2 separate regions of the Anas platyrhynchos genome follow, and region 2 is linked to region 1. The links are chromatin contacts, called in public Hi-C maps. All regions are on one chromosome and are shown on one strand. The core of a region is the stretch at or near the end of the contact, and the rest is flanking DNA. Distances in the headings are between cores, read along the strand shown.

What was found. A called contact is a pair of places that touch in the nucleus more often than the background predicts.
Region 2: a contact with region 1 is called in a Hi-C map of liver, with 2.8 times the contacts expected there. The contact joins two enhancer-like sites.

What each region holds. Positions count from the first base shown.
Region 1 is chr9:6,920,533-6,927,411 of IASCAAS_PekinDuck_T2T, reverse strand. It overlaps TBL1XR1 (TBL1X/Y related 1), which reads left to right. Exons shown (of 17, transcript XM_027464782.3): 3 at 4,171-4,238. Among named protein-coding and RNA genes, the nearest start is that of TBL1XR1, 71 kb to the left of the region's middle. Within about 2 kb of position 4,976, at least 5 of the 8 cell types and tissues checked have an H3K27ac peak or open chromatin away from gene starts, as enhancers often do.
Region 2 is chr9:7,106,196-7,113,503 of IASCAAS_PekinDuck_T2T, reverse strand. LOC140003222 (a long non-coding RNA gene) reads right to left here. Exons shown (of 3, transcript XR_011811479.1): 3 at 1,511-6,573. Among named protein-coding and RNA genes, the nearest start is that of TBL1XR1, 110 kb to the right of the region's middle. Within about 2 kb of position 4,118, at least 1 of the 8 cell types and tissues checked has an H3K27ac peak or open chromatin away from gene starts, as enhancers often do.

The sequences.
Region 1 (6,879 bases), core at 3,727-6,226:
TCGAATGTCTCGGTGATGACATTTTGTTTTTGTGCAGATGGAGGGAAAATCAGACCAGGAGTTATGCTGTGCTCATAGGACAAACTAAAAATAAGGCCTCATTCATGCATTGAGCTCTCTGAAAATCCAAAATGCGTGCATTGCTCTAAGTTCAAGATTCAGGTTTTTATTCAGTGTCAACTTATACGATACAGATTTTCTGTACACAAGCTTTTCATTGCATTCTTTGTTACAGCCGTGCTTATCATACAGAAAGAAAACAACGTCAAATACTATTAGCAGGCACTCCAGTGGGGAAGAAAGCAGTAAACAATACTACTTAAAAGTGGATAATTTCTCTCTCCCTGATGGGACACATTCAATTTATAAAATGTGCATCAATACTTTTTATGAGCACATCATTTACCTTTTTTTCTTTTTTTCCTAAGCGTGCATGATCAAAACAAGTAAAACACACAGGTAGTTGTTTGCTTGTTTTAATGGATTTTTAATAAAAAATGAAATTTGTTTGTTATTAAAAGAAAAATTACATTGACTAAAGAAGTCCAAATCTAATAGCAGTAAGGATTTCAGTTGTAATTCAAGGAAGAGGAGAATCTGTAACCAAAATTGCTACCCAAAAGCTTGGGAGGGTTGCAAACAAACAGCATTTTAAGAGAGAAACGTGGTCTAGTTTGGGTAGCTGTGTTCTTTTAATTTAGAGAAATGCAAGACGGACTTTTTTCCCTATATTTGTTTCAGTTGGCAAAACTAAAAAGGTGGTGGGGGAAATAAAAAACAAAACAAGGCAGGATGATATGGGTAACTGTGTGCCAGTTCCTGAAAGCAAGGAGGTGCTTCTGGAGCATGGGTGCGTGGCTCCAGGCTGAGCCAGGAGCACGCCCTAGTGGCAGGCTGACCCAGCCTGGTGTTGTGATACACGGTCATGCAGCTTGCTGGATGCTAATTCAACTAAAAGAGTGGATTTTTAACAGGTTTTTGTTTATTTGTTTATTTTTAATTTACCACATCTGTTGCTGACCTCTGCCAAAACAAACACGGTGTATTTACATTATGCATCGTCATGTTTGTTAGTAGTAGTCTGATAAAATACCTGCTCTGTAATTAATTTTGAAATGTGGAAGTAATACCTATCTACTTTTTGTATAGTTTTTAAATGTACAGATATTTTAAGCTGTGGTGAGAAAGATCATGATCATGAATTTTTACCCTGTGAGCATTTTCATAACAGATACCATCATTAAGGTTGACGTTTACCCTCACGTAAAATGTTGGTTCTCAAAATCATCCATGTTTTTGAATTGGTTCCTGTTCTTGTCCTCTCCCTCAGGCTGTTGTTCTTTTTTGTTTGTTTGTTTTTGGGCACGTTTTTAGCTGCTCAATTCTTCCCCAGCTGTTGGGTTTGCAGGGTTTTTATTTGGTTGGTTTTGCTTCTTTTTTTTTTTCCCCCTCCAGGTTCCCTGAAATATTTCTAGCAAAGCATCTTGTAGGAAAGAGAAATAAAAGACAACTCATGCAACTGCAAACCAATCCACAGCATTACTGTGGAATGAACATTTGAAGACTAAATATAGTAAGGGAAATTCCACCCTGTGGTGTGCTTCATTTCACCACATCACTTGGTAGCAATACAATGAAAGGTGAAGTTTTTATCCTACATGCTACAAATTCTGTGCACGTCACTAACTTGATATTAAAAATTAAAAGCAGAAAGGGTAGCAACCCTGTTCTTTCTCTGTAATGTGTAAGGCTTTGTAGGAAACGTAATAATTTTTACTGTATTTATTAATTTGAAACCTGCTAAAGTTGTTCCCAGGGTGAGTACAGTTTGGGGGGTTCTCTGGAGCTGTGTGATGCCGAGGTGGGCAGCTGCTGGGGTCTGTCTGAGGGCTGCTGGCGCTGCTCAGTGATGCTCAGAGCCCTGCTCGGTTGGACCCTGCCTCGAAGTCGTGCTGTGCGCCCTCTCAGCCCTCTCCATCCCATGGCAAATTAGTTAACTGTAAACAGATTTCCTGTTGCTGTTGGAGGGGAGGCTAATAGAGCAGTGAGTTTGTGGTGCTGTTTGCGTTGTTTTTATGTACGCTCTGCGGGGAATTGTCGAGGGGAAGGGAATTCCTCTTAAACCGGCTTCTGTGCGGTGGGGTCACGCTGCTTCCCTTCAGGGCCTTTCTCTCTCCTACTTGGCATCATTTGGGGGGTAATATTAATTAGTTACTTGAAACAGTATTTACTATGAATGAGTGATACATGCTTAATGCAAATGCCAGATGCAGAAAGTTCAAAGCGTGTAAATACTGAGACTCAGTGCTGCCTCCCGTTTGTGGAACCGGCATCCCCTTTTGATGATCTTCTGCACTATTGTTCATCTTGGAGTTAAAATTTTATAACTGTTTTAAACTTTTGCTTCTGATTTTTTATTTTTAAATTCAATTTTAGCAGTAGAGTTGATATATATAATTAAATTTGCAGAACGTGATCAAAGCAGTGTGTAATAGCCTAGCAGAGAATTAAACCTGTATTAATATAGGTCGGGACCCTTTCGCTTCTCCTGGGCTGTGTCTGTAAGTGTTGCTACCCAGAGGCACCAGGACGCTTTTCAAGCCCAGGCTGGTGGATTTGGGGTGTTTTTGTAAGCAACGGCAGGGCCAGTAATGTATAAACTGACTTTTCTTATTTGGAAGCTGGTGATCTTAGTCTGCATTTACTTCTCATCCGTCTAGGTCCTAGCATTTGTTTCCCAGTCTGAAAAGGAGAACCATTAACGTGTGAAAACAAATGCTGAAGTCTGTGTACCTTGAGGAGCGGTGACGTTCCCCTTCTCACGTCTGCAGCTCTTGTTACTTCCAAGGCTGTCCCACCAGCTGGGGGGGGTGCAGAGGGAAGAGCAGATCCTGGATTACTTGAACCTCTGGGGAATTTAAATAGGAAAAAGGAACATTAGCATATTCTGCAGTTCCTTGGTCAAAACAAGCAAAAAAAAAAAAAATATTCCAATGTTATTAAACTTGGTAACAGACTAAATAATGGAGGGTTTCTTAGTGATTGTTTTGAAAGTGATGTAAAGCTTTAATGCTACGTGCTGTTTAAGGCATGAGTTGCCTTTCTTGGTTTTAGTCCTTGTTTTAATGTTTAAAGGAGACATGTTTTAACTTTGGGAAGTTTTGATGTTATCTGTGATACATTTTGTGGGCCTTTGTAGATAGAGTTTAGTACTTAAAAAATAGTTTGCTGTTTTCCCGATCTTCTTCCATCTTGGGGCAAGATTTTCTGTTTTGCTAAGAATGAGCTGGTTCAAACAGCAGGTTTTGGATACGTGGCTGCTGCTGTGCCCAGACAGCATTACTGCACTTTTTTTTTTTTTTTTTTTTTTTTTTTACCTTCAAGCCTTTTTTTTTCTTTTTTTTTTTACTTTCTCTAAATCCTGTAGTTTCTGTGAGATTACGGATGAAATCATTAGAGAGCAATGAATATCCATGGTACCAATCACTGTGTTACGTGAATGCAGGATCAGTAATTGTTCTGATCACAGGTGTATGAGGTACCTAACTCCTAGGGAGCGTTTAAGCTTTGAAGTCACTTGTGGAAATTAATTCCAAGAGGGTATTTTAAGGATTCTCTCATATAGCATGCTCTTCTTAATGTGTTGATTTTAAACTCAGATCCAGGGTAGTCAATTCTGAAAAACACTGGATGGTTTGATCGTGGCCTTGTGATTCCTGTTTTTTATCTTGCTGTTGAAACATTTTAGTTGTATACATCAGCTAGCACTGGAAAAGCTACCACATCAGTACTTAGCAGTTTGTAAACTTTAATCTGTACTCTCATAAAGCTCCCATTTGTCAATATGAGCAGCCAAAAAGAACAGAAATTCCATTACAGCTAATGCTCTGTTCTGTGCTAGGGTTTTGTTTTCAACTAAGGGTGAGAAGAGAATAGAGTTGAAACTGTGCCTACAATTTTTTTTAACGTATTCCATGTAAGTAATTTAAAGATGGTCTTTAATTTTTGTTCATTTATTTTGTTATGTAAACGTATGTTGTAACCCATAGGAAACTGAATGTTGTTTTAATGCTTTCAGTAGAAAGACTGGTAGAAAAATAGCTTTTATCCTTTTTTCATCCGTTAAAATAAATATTGATAGAAACTATCATAATATGGTTTGTGTTACAGGTGGTGTAATACCAAGGGCTGTACTGCTGCCACATCACAATATTGTGGGGTTTCAGAGAGTAGTTCTGGTAAGGACACTCAATGATTTATCTATTTATTTGTCATAAAAGTGGACTGATAATTTGGTACAATTTAGTATTAGTAATTACAGTTACATGCATTTACAGTATATGTTAGGTGTCGGTTTTTGCAGTCCACTGAATCTCTCCATTAAGCCTTCTTTTACTCAACAGTATTTTAACAGCTCCTCTTGGAGCTGTTATTGTCTAATGTGTAAATCCATATTCATTTTATTGAGAGTTGTTACAATATAACACATCAATTCACAGCATGGAAATATTAATAAATAGACCTTTTGACAAAACATCTTGTAAAAGGTATATTGTCTACGTGATACGTGGATCCTTAGCGTGTATCAACAACAACAAAAAAAAAAGGGCAAAAGAAAAGTTACTGGGGTTTCGTTATCGTATGGGTCTGGTGGTGTGTTTTATTTTTTCTTTTTCCAAGTACTAATGTCCTGGCTTCCTAAAGGAAAATATGAGTATGTAGTTCAGAGGGCAAATATCCAGACCGTGTGCTGTTATCAGTCTCTTTTTAAGTTTAATGTACAGTAATGATTTTGCAATTGTTTGCTTAAAATGTATGCAACTGTAATCCCTCTATCACTCCTCTAGACTTTGCATACTTCTCTGAAACATACTTTCTTATCTTCAGTCTCCTCTCTCCTCCATGGCTAGGGTTGCAAGGCAGACGAGATTACCTTACTTCTTCTACTAAAGGGAAAATTCATTCTGAACCCGTCTAGCAGCAGCAGTGCTTACGTATTGTGCAAGAGCACAATCGAGTGTTTGTTCTTTCAGCAGCAGCTAACTGATACTGGGTTTGTATCTGTAGAATTGTTAATATATGCTGTAATTTAACAAATGGCTTGTGGGTGTAGCAGATGTCTTTTCTTTCTTTTTTTCTTAAAAAAAAACTTTCAGGGATAGTGATTTAAGCAAGCCCTGATTGTGTACTATCTTAGGTCTATAGAGGGCACTCAAAGACAGAGGGAGTTGGTTTTAAAAAGCCTTATCTTGCAAGTAGGCCCCCACAGCCTAGAAAATGAAATTGCTGACTGTTCTTTATGGCCTTGCTCTTGCAAGGTACTGTTGTATTGGCTGTGCTCCAACAAATCACTTAAGCAATTGAAGTCAACGGGACTGTAACAAGTTTGAAATACTCTTCTGGATTAATCCATAGCTCCTTGCACTTTCCAAGGTTCCTTTACATCTTCTAAAAACCAGATGGGGTACACACAAATTTCCTAAAGGGATTCCCTAGTCAACCTAAGGAACTAGTAGTAGGTCCAGCTGTGTTGGTTGCCATTAGAAGATGCAAGTGAACGGGTGTAAAGACTGAAATTATTTTTCCAGTTGTCACTGCATTAGAGTGGTATAGCTAAAATAAGGTAGTATTCACAGTGTGATTTTTTCCAGCCTTATAGATAGATAATACCTTGAGCATGCCCAAATAACACATGTAGGCTTGCATTTGTTTCTAAATCTTGGAGTGGAAGAAAAATAGGCTTTCAGATTTATTCTAGGGAAATGGCATCATGAAGTTTTGAGTAGCGTTACTCAATATTAAAAGGCAATTCTGTAAAGTAAAAACATCTCAGCTTTATAAATATTGTAAGAAAAGAAAGATGATGGGAGCTCTTTGGAGTCTGAAAAATACAGAGAATTTTTCAAAACGTTGCGAGCAATTTGTGCAGTCCTTATTAAAGTATAATGTAATCTGACAAAGTCATGGACTTCTTCACCTCTATCATCTCTTGATTTTCAAATAACACTCCTATTACTGGAAATGGGTGAACAGAATTTTTCACGTGTGGAACCTGTGATTCTTGTGCTGGAGGTGACATAAAGGTAATTTAGCATGGAGGGTTTCTTTCTTTCAAAAACTGTCCTACCAACTTCCTTTAAATCTGAACTAGCAGTAGTTAATGTGGTAGCTTAATTCTGCAAAAGATAGCATAGAGGTCATTTATGGGACAATTTGAAGACAATTTGACTGCAGCTGCTTATGTAATAGTAGCCTCCAGTTATAAGCCATGATACATTTCCATCTCTGCTGATGTTTAACTTTTCTGGGCGAAACTGTTGTCTCTACACAAAAGATGAAACCATGATCATGTTTCTAATTGTACTAGCAGAGGATACTGCTTAATTCAAAATACTGCCTTTTAAAGGAGGGGGGAGGCCTTATCATGTAGATGATGTATCTTCAGGTTTTGAACAGTTTGTTTCAAGGGGGATTAATTTAAAAATTTGTGAGTACAGATGTTTGATGTTGGCCAAGGCAGTCAGAAAGAAATGTCCTGGTTTTGAGCATCTCCTGCATCTACTGTACAAAACAACCAGTTTACTTTTTTAAATTTTTTTGGTGTATGTGTATAGGCATTCATGTAAGCATTTGTATACAGCTTTGAAGGGTGCTTCCCTCACAAAAACAAACAAACAAAAAAACATTATATACAACAGGCTGCTTTGGTACAGGTTTATATATATATATATATATACACACACTATATGCTATATGGAATAGTGTAAATAGCGTTCTCTTAACACATCTTTTAATATTTTATTGAAATACATTTTGTATCCCTCTACAGGTGTGTTCAGATTATTTTTATTAGTCAGTCAAAGACCCTCTGTGCAGTGC
Region 2 (7,308 bases), core at 2,869-5,368, 190 kb before region 1:
TCTTCACATGCTTCATTTGCTGGGCCATTTGTATCAGCCAAGTTGTCTTTATTTGCTGAACTAAGTCAGGACTCTGGGGTTTGCCCTTCTGGCAAATTGCAGTTTTATCCCAAATTTGTTTGCAGCTTTTGTCTCAGGATCTTTGTGGTTTTCCCAAAAAAGCTAAAGTAAAATCAAAGAGCAATCAAAAGCTAGTTGATTTATTTTTAGATGCCAACAGTGCCTTTATTCTCGTTAAAAACTCCTCTTCACAAAAATAATGACCTTTTTTTCTGCAAAGAAGACATTTCTTTTCTGCTGGAGCTAACACAAGAAGAGGAATGGTTTTGCATTTAAGGTGATTCTGAAGTTTATCCCATGCCTGGCTTGTCTCAGCTTCCTCTTGTGACCTTGGATACCTCCCTTAACTCCTGACACTTCTCCTTGCTGCTAGTCAGGATCTACAAAGGTATTGTGAGATTAAAGGTCAGGCTTTCAAAAGTGATGGGTGGTTTTGTTTCTCTGACTTAATCTATGGAGGTTGGGTGTTCCAGCACCTCAGGAAATGAAGCCCTGTTACAGAAATCTGCTGTGAAGGGAGGCACCCAGAATGGCAGGTGCTGAGTATCAATGGTGGCTTTGGAAAATCTTGGCCTAACCCAATGACACACTTGTAAAGTACTTTAACATCCAAATGCTTGGGAAGAGAGAATGATTTAAATGTTTTGAACTTATTCCCAGGACTAGAAGTTTGCAGGATTATGTCACAGTAAAAAGAAATATATATTATATCTATATATATATATGATGTAATGAGGAAATTCTCACAAGTTCATAGAGAAGAGGATATTTTCCCAAAATGCTGCAGGCTGGCTTTAGTTTGGTCTGGTCCTCCTCTTTCAAGCCTGACATAAATCATCGGAGCAAAGCTTTCCTGGGAGCTGAGCAGATGCCTGCCAAATCACCAAATTTTACTTTCAGCATCGCCCTGTGACCTTGCAGGGTGTACGGCTGGGGTTGATGTGCTGATTTACACCCCAGCAGTATCTGGGGTGTAAATATCCTTGTTGGCCTGCTTACTTGTTGTCTCTTTTTGCCCTGCGAGGGACCAGCCATCGGACAGACATCTGGGCTCTGCAGCAAGGAGGGACCCTTGATGTCCCCATGCACGCGGGGGCAGGAGGTCCCTTCCCCAGCCCACCACCACCCCACGAGGGGGGCTGCCACACTGCCGTGGGACAGAACTGGGGGCATAAGGGCTCAGAAGAGCATCTGAGCTGTGACCAAAACTAACCCCGCTGTTTAGGAGGGAGGGAGGCCACGTGAGAGGCGGGATCTCTTCTGAGGAATTTCATGCTTGAAAGGTGAGACAAGTCTCCTGAAAAGGTTATTATCTCGAGCAGACAAATCCTTCAGCAGGTTGGGCGCTTTTTTGTATACCTCAAACAAAGAGCCAGCACAATCAAAGAGCTGTAAGATCTTTCTTTTTTTTTTTTCTCCTGCCTCTGTGCCATTCCCTTTCATTTCTGCTGCCCACAGAAACTACAGCACCTCTCCTCTTCTGCTGAATATACATCAAATAGGAGGTGAAGCACTGGCGGTCTTCACAGGAGAAGCCAGGAGGCGAGGGGGAGTGTGTCTTGCATGCAGCACTAACTCGTTTATTTTGCCTCCGGTTCAGGAAAAAGTAAACATAGGGTGGCCCAGAGCAGGCTGAGAAAGGATCCTGTGAAGTGCATGACGAGTGCAGGCGGCACAGCTGAAGGGGTGGGGGTCTGCTGCTGCTGAAGGGCCACGAAGGCTGGTGTTGGAGGACCAGGGGTGCTCTCTGGGTCCCCTCCTGGCCCCGTTCAAGTACCTGTTGCAGGCCCTGCCAGCCTGGCCAGACCTACCTCTTTCCCTTTAGGAGAAAGGCTTTCCTTGAGCTCTCCTAAAACACAGGTCTGCGGATGAACCAGAAACAATAATGGCAACAAGCATTACCTTGGCCCGGAGAAAAGGATTGCTCTCAACCTGGTGTAACGTGCAATCTATTCAGCATGAATTAATCTTGGAAATGCTATCACTGAAGCCTCTGCCATTCTTGCAGTGCACTCTTGCTTTGTGAAACCTTTGCTCGAGGGGCTATTTCTAACATTTGGCTTGTTCTCTTTCAAGGGGCTGTTTTGTTGATTATCTTGCTGGCAAACAGGAGTCATTCACTCCCTAGCAGATACCACACTTATTTTTAGGACAATCAGCTGCACGGACAGTATAGCTGTCAGGTCCAAGGTGACTGAATTGCACTTGCTTTGTGCACTGGTCAGACGATGAAATCGCTGGCCACGCGGTCCCTGGGACGATCACAGCAACACCCCTGGGGCTTGGGGGAAGGCAGCAACAAAAACGCCTTTGTGCCTCAGCTTGTTGTACTGGGAAAGAGCCTCGAAAGTTCACCTTTCTGAAACCGAACCTTTATACGTGTGGATATCGTCCAAGTGTTGCTCTGGATCTTACACTGGAAGGTGAACTGAGAGTACGTTTTGGCTCAGGTGCTGTAATGTGCTTTTATTGCCGTGCTTTGAAATATGTCTTTTCATTTCTCCCCGGAGCACTCGGCCTTTCTGGCAGCTTGAACTCTGTCTCCCGTAGTGTTCAGGGCATGAAAATACTTTGTATTTGCCTGGTTTTTGCATTGCTTTGCTGAACACCTTCGAGGACCACCCTGCCTGGGATCTAGCTGGTGATGCTCGTGTGAGGGATGTGCGAGTGAGCTCAGGACCTTCCTCCTTGCCAGGCACCAACCAAGCAGAATAGGCGCGGTTTTGTGCTCAGGCAGGGGAACATTTGTTTTCTCTTAGGTGTTTCTATCCAGCATAACCTAACGAGCCTGGCCCTGCTTGCAGGATGCATAGGATGGGTGGGTGAGGGTGCTCCATCCCGTATGTCCCCGCTGTGTCACCCGGAGCTGACAAACCCGTGCTGGCTGCAGCTCCCAGCTGAGCCAAGCAGCAGCTCGAGGCTATGGCAGCACACCTCAAATGCACATTTATTAATTAATTAATTTATTTATGTATTTATTTGTTTTTGCAAGTCAAAGATCATAAGGAGAGTGGCTTTATTCTATTTATAGAGGTAGCCAGATGGCTTTTAGCGTGTTTGCCAAAATGTCTTTAGAAATGCTGGTGTTTTGTGTCTGTGCCAGACGGGTCAGCTGCAAAGATGCAGATAGGAGCTTGTGATGAAAACATCCAGCAACAACCTGGTTTGTACTGGACACACAGCAAAGGGCTCCCCTACAACAAGAAGTAGCTCTCCCTGTTCTGTGAACATATCCTCAATGGCACTGATGGCAACCTTTGTTGAAATAACCCATTCCTACCAGACAGCAGAGGGTCACAGTTGTCACACCGACGGTATTTCTTCCCCCTCACATCACGAGGCTTCCTACACAGAGCAGTAAGGTAGCCCAGGAAGGCTGTCCATCCTTCCTTGTCACTGCCTGGGCTGTTTGGATTTCAGTCTGGCACATTTTAAATGCAAATCTGGCGTATCACTGCATGGAGGCTGCTGTTGCATTAGCTGCCTGCCCATCCCAGCATGTCAGGGCTCCCTCTCTGACCGCCCTCCCTAGGTCCCAAACACTACTACTGCCCCCCAGCCTGTGCTATGCCCCCAGCCAAGGACAGTCCGACCGTCCCGAGTGCCTGGCAGCCTGTGGCAGCTCAGCTAGCGGGGGGGAAAAACACAGCCATTATGTAATGGCTTCTTCCAGCCAAGAAAAAAATCCCATTTATTGATCTCCTGTCTGAAAACCTCAGTAACGCCGTGTAATTGATGAGCAGCTGTTCAGAAAAGCTGCTTGGAGGAAGAACATTTATAATTAAAGAGCAGACACTTCAGATTCAGCTCTCCCTCCATTTTCTCGCTGCGTTTCTCTCGGCGACCAGCCGCCCCAGCTGGGCCTTTCGGCTCCTGGTCTCAAAGCACCTCGTGCCTTTCCAGAGCCACGTTGGGCTCTCCCATTTCCCTCCCCGTGCCACGGAGGGGAACTATTCACGGCGCTGTGCGAGAGAGGGGGATTAAGGAAATAGCAAGGCTAACAGATGGGAAGCAGGCAGTGGATGACGTGTAGGCAGGGCTGATGTTACAGCAAGTCTTATCTTGTTAGCGAAAATATGTTGCAGTAAGCAGAGTTCTGGGAGAGAGGCTGGTTGGGGGCATGCAATAGAAGTCCTTTCCGTCTGATGAGGAGCCCGTCTGCATCCAAAAATGTCTCACTGCTAGGTGCCACAGCCCCCTGAACATTTAGATACGGAGCCTCTTTAGATCTGTCCATCTCTGCTTGGCTTTGGGGGTGAAAATGTTTCTGGGTTTCTCTGCCAAAAGCATGCCCGTCCCCACCTGAGGGAAAGCCCAGGGGCAGGCTGCTCAGCTGGCCGTGGTGCCCGGCTCCCCCTGACCAGCACACGCACACGTTAAGGTTCAGCCTCCCCTGCCTCCCCCTCGCAGACACTCTGCAAAAAGACTATGCTGGAAACAGATAATTTAGCATGAGGATTATATTGTGCATTTAGATGTAAATTGCCAGGGAATTGACAATTGCTTTGTTTGAATTGTAATGATCTGATTATGTGGTGGTTGTTGTGTTTTTTTCCTTAGCCTGCATTTTACCCAGTATTTACATCCTTTTACATTCATCTCAAACACCAGTGTTCGCATGTCCTCAAGCTTTCAGCTGTAAATCCTTGAGCTGTCTCATTCCCGTTAGGAAACCCGTTTCTTTGACCTCTCCAGCAAATGTAGACTGGTGCTTTTTCCTTCATTCCCAGAAGATTGCTTATCCTAATTTGTAGAGAGGAAAATCTCACATCCAGAAGCTTGGGTCCTCTCTGGTTCCCGAGCACACAGTGGTGTTTATTCTGCTCTATGTGTCTCCCCTCACTGCTGTACCTTTTCTATGGGATAATAAAACAGATCTACACAGATCTGTCCCCAGCATGGGTGCTTTCACCCACGGGTGCTCCCGTCCCATCAGTGGGTGCTGAGCTCCAGCCCTCAGCATGGATGGCAGGGAGTAACAGGGTGGCCGTCACCCAAACCCATTCCCAACTGCACCCAAAAAAGGAGTGTCTTTTTTTTTTTTTTTTCCCATCCTGAGAGTCAGCAGAGTGAGGGAAGCCAGGGGTTAATCGCCTCTTCCCAACCCACCCAGTGTAGCCGGCGGTGGGAGCAGCCTGGGTGCCAGCTCTGCTGGCGAGGTGCAGAGCAGTAAATAACAGCACCCGAAGCCCTCTGAGGCGCAGCCAGCTCTCAGGAATGCCGTGTCCCGGTCCAAACAAAACCTGCATGTTTCTCCTTGGCCTGGTCTCACTTCTCGGGCCTGTTTCACCGATTGATACAGGAGATAAAAATTGAAATAACACATGCCTGGAAACATCAACAAAGCACTCGCGGCGGAGAGAGAGGATTGCAACATCAGCAGCTCGCGGGGCTTGGATGCAGCCATCCAGCCCCTGGAGCCAAACGGTTAGGAGAATAAATAAATAAATAAAAACAAAGCCAGCTCCGATAAGCCCCTGACCTTAATTGTGTGGATGTACGTGTGTGAAAGCCGGAATCCAGCTTTTCCCTGCCAGCCCCCAAGCGAATTCCTTTGGCTTGGGAGCTGCAAATATTGGGGAGCTCTGGCTGGAGTCTCCCTCTGCTGCCTGCCCCTGGGGGCATCCCAGACATCGAATCCATCCTTGTTCCTCACAGAGGAGACCTCCAGGTCCAGCCCTAGCTCTCCTCCCAGCTCCCACAGACCTTCCCACACAGATGCCTGAAGCAGCAGCAGCCGTTCGCCTCCTGACGCCGCGCTGGGGGTGACTGCGTGGTGCTGATGCCGAGTTTTCCCTTAGCAGCACAACCTCACCTTCATCGATGGGGAATGGCTGCAGGGGAGCCAGGGAGGCTGGGCAGGGTGTGCTGAGCACCGAGGTGTAATGAGAATGGATTTTGTGCAGTTGTTTTGTAATTTATCACCTTCAGAAAATCACCCCTAGTGATGCTTAATGTTTATGTAGGACTCCACGTTGTTAGATTAAGAGGCATCTGGGACACCAAGGTGCAACGAGAGGCAGAGTGCTGCTGGGTTAGAGCTGTGCTAAATCCACGTCCCCAGACAAGTCACTATGGCCACATTCAGCCCTGCTGCTGGGGTCACAGGGCAGCCCCCAGTGCTTCTGCCTGAGCTCTGCCATCTCCAGCTCCCAGTGGGTGCATCCCCAGGGGCATCCCGGAGCACAGCTCAAATCTCCTGATCCCCAGGGTGGCTGTGCCTCCCATTTCTGGGAGCATCCTCAGGGGAGATGCAGAAATGAGAGCTGAAAGAGCCTCCAAGCTGTGCCCGATGAGGAGGAGGGTGCAGGGTCAGGCCACGGGTTGTGGATAACCCACGTGTTGCTTCCCCGTGGTGCATTAAAACTCACCCTCGGGTCCATTTCCCAAGCAGCCCCTCCTCCAGAAATCTCCCCAGGCGGTGTTGTTATTCAGTTCAAATAGCTCAGATCCTCAAGTTCTCTTTTTCAAACCTCTGACAAAAACATGACAGCTATCCCACAAATCAACCATCTAAGGGGAAAAAAAAAAAAAAGTCACATTTAATTACTCCTGAAGGGGAACTTAAAACCGAGGAACACTTATTAGTGCAATATATTTTTTCTCCTGTAGCTTTGAACTGATCCTAATAGCGCCAGCAGAGTCCTGGCGTAACCTTGGAGTGTGTTTCATTATCATTCGGATGGAAACTGCTGTCTTATGACTGCCGTTTTAAAATACAGCACATTTTTATAATTTCGGAGTTGGCAACCAAGCGGACATAACACATGAAATGATATCCAGCCCTGGCACCAAACCCTGCCCTCCGCTTGCCCATGCCGTTCCGTGGATATTGTGCCTGGGTTCAGCCGAGGGCTGGATTTCAGCCCCAAGGTGCTCCTGCAGTCCTTGTCTCTCCTCTGACACAGACACACAGCTATTTGTGAAATCGGGGATTTTAATTTCAATTTTAAGATCTCTCTGGCAGTAGGACAGGCTCTGCCTTCCCTCGGCACCAAGGTGCCAGGTGATGGGGACCTGCAGGAGCTGCTCCCAGGCAGGTGCTTGGGCTTCATCTTGGTGCTATTTCAGAGCCGGGTCAGAGGGCGAGTCTTCAGCCTGAAAGCTGTGAAGTCTCTGTAGGAAATTTGATGTTTTCTAGCCTGCATTGGAAAGCCTTCGACAAATGCAGTGTTTTCAGGACAGCAGTAAGATAGAGTAAGAACGTCACAGGGAGGTGGGAAGCCAGCAAATGTTGGGGAGGGCAAT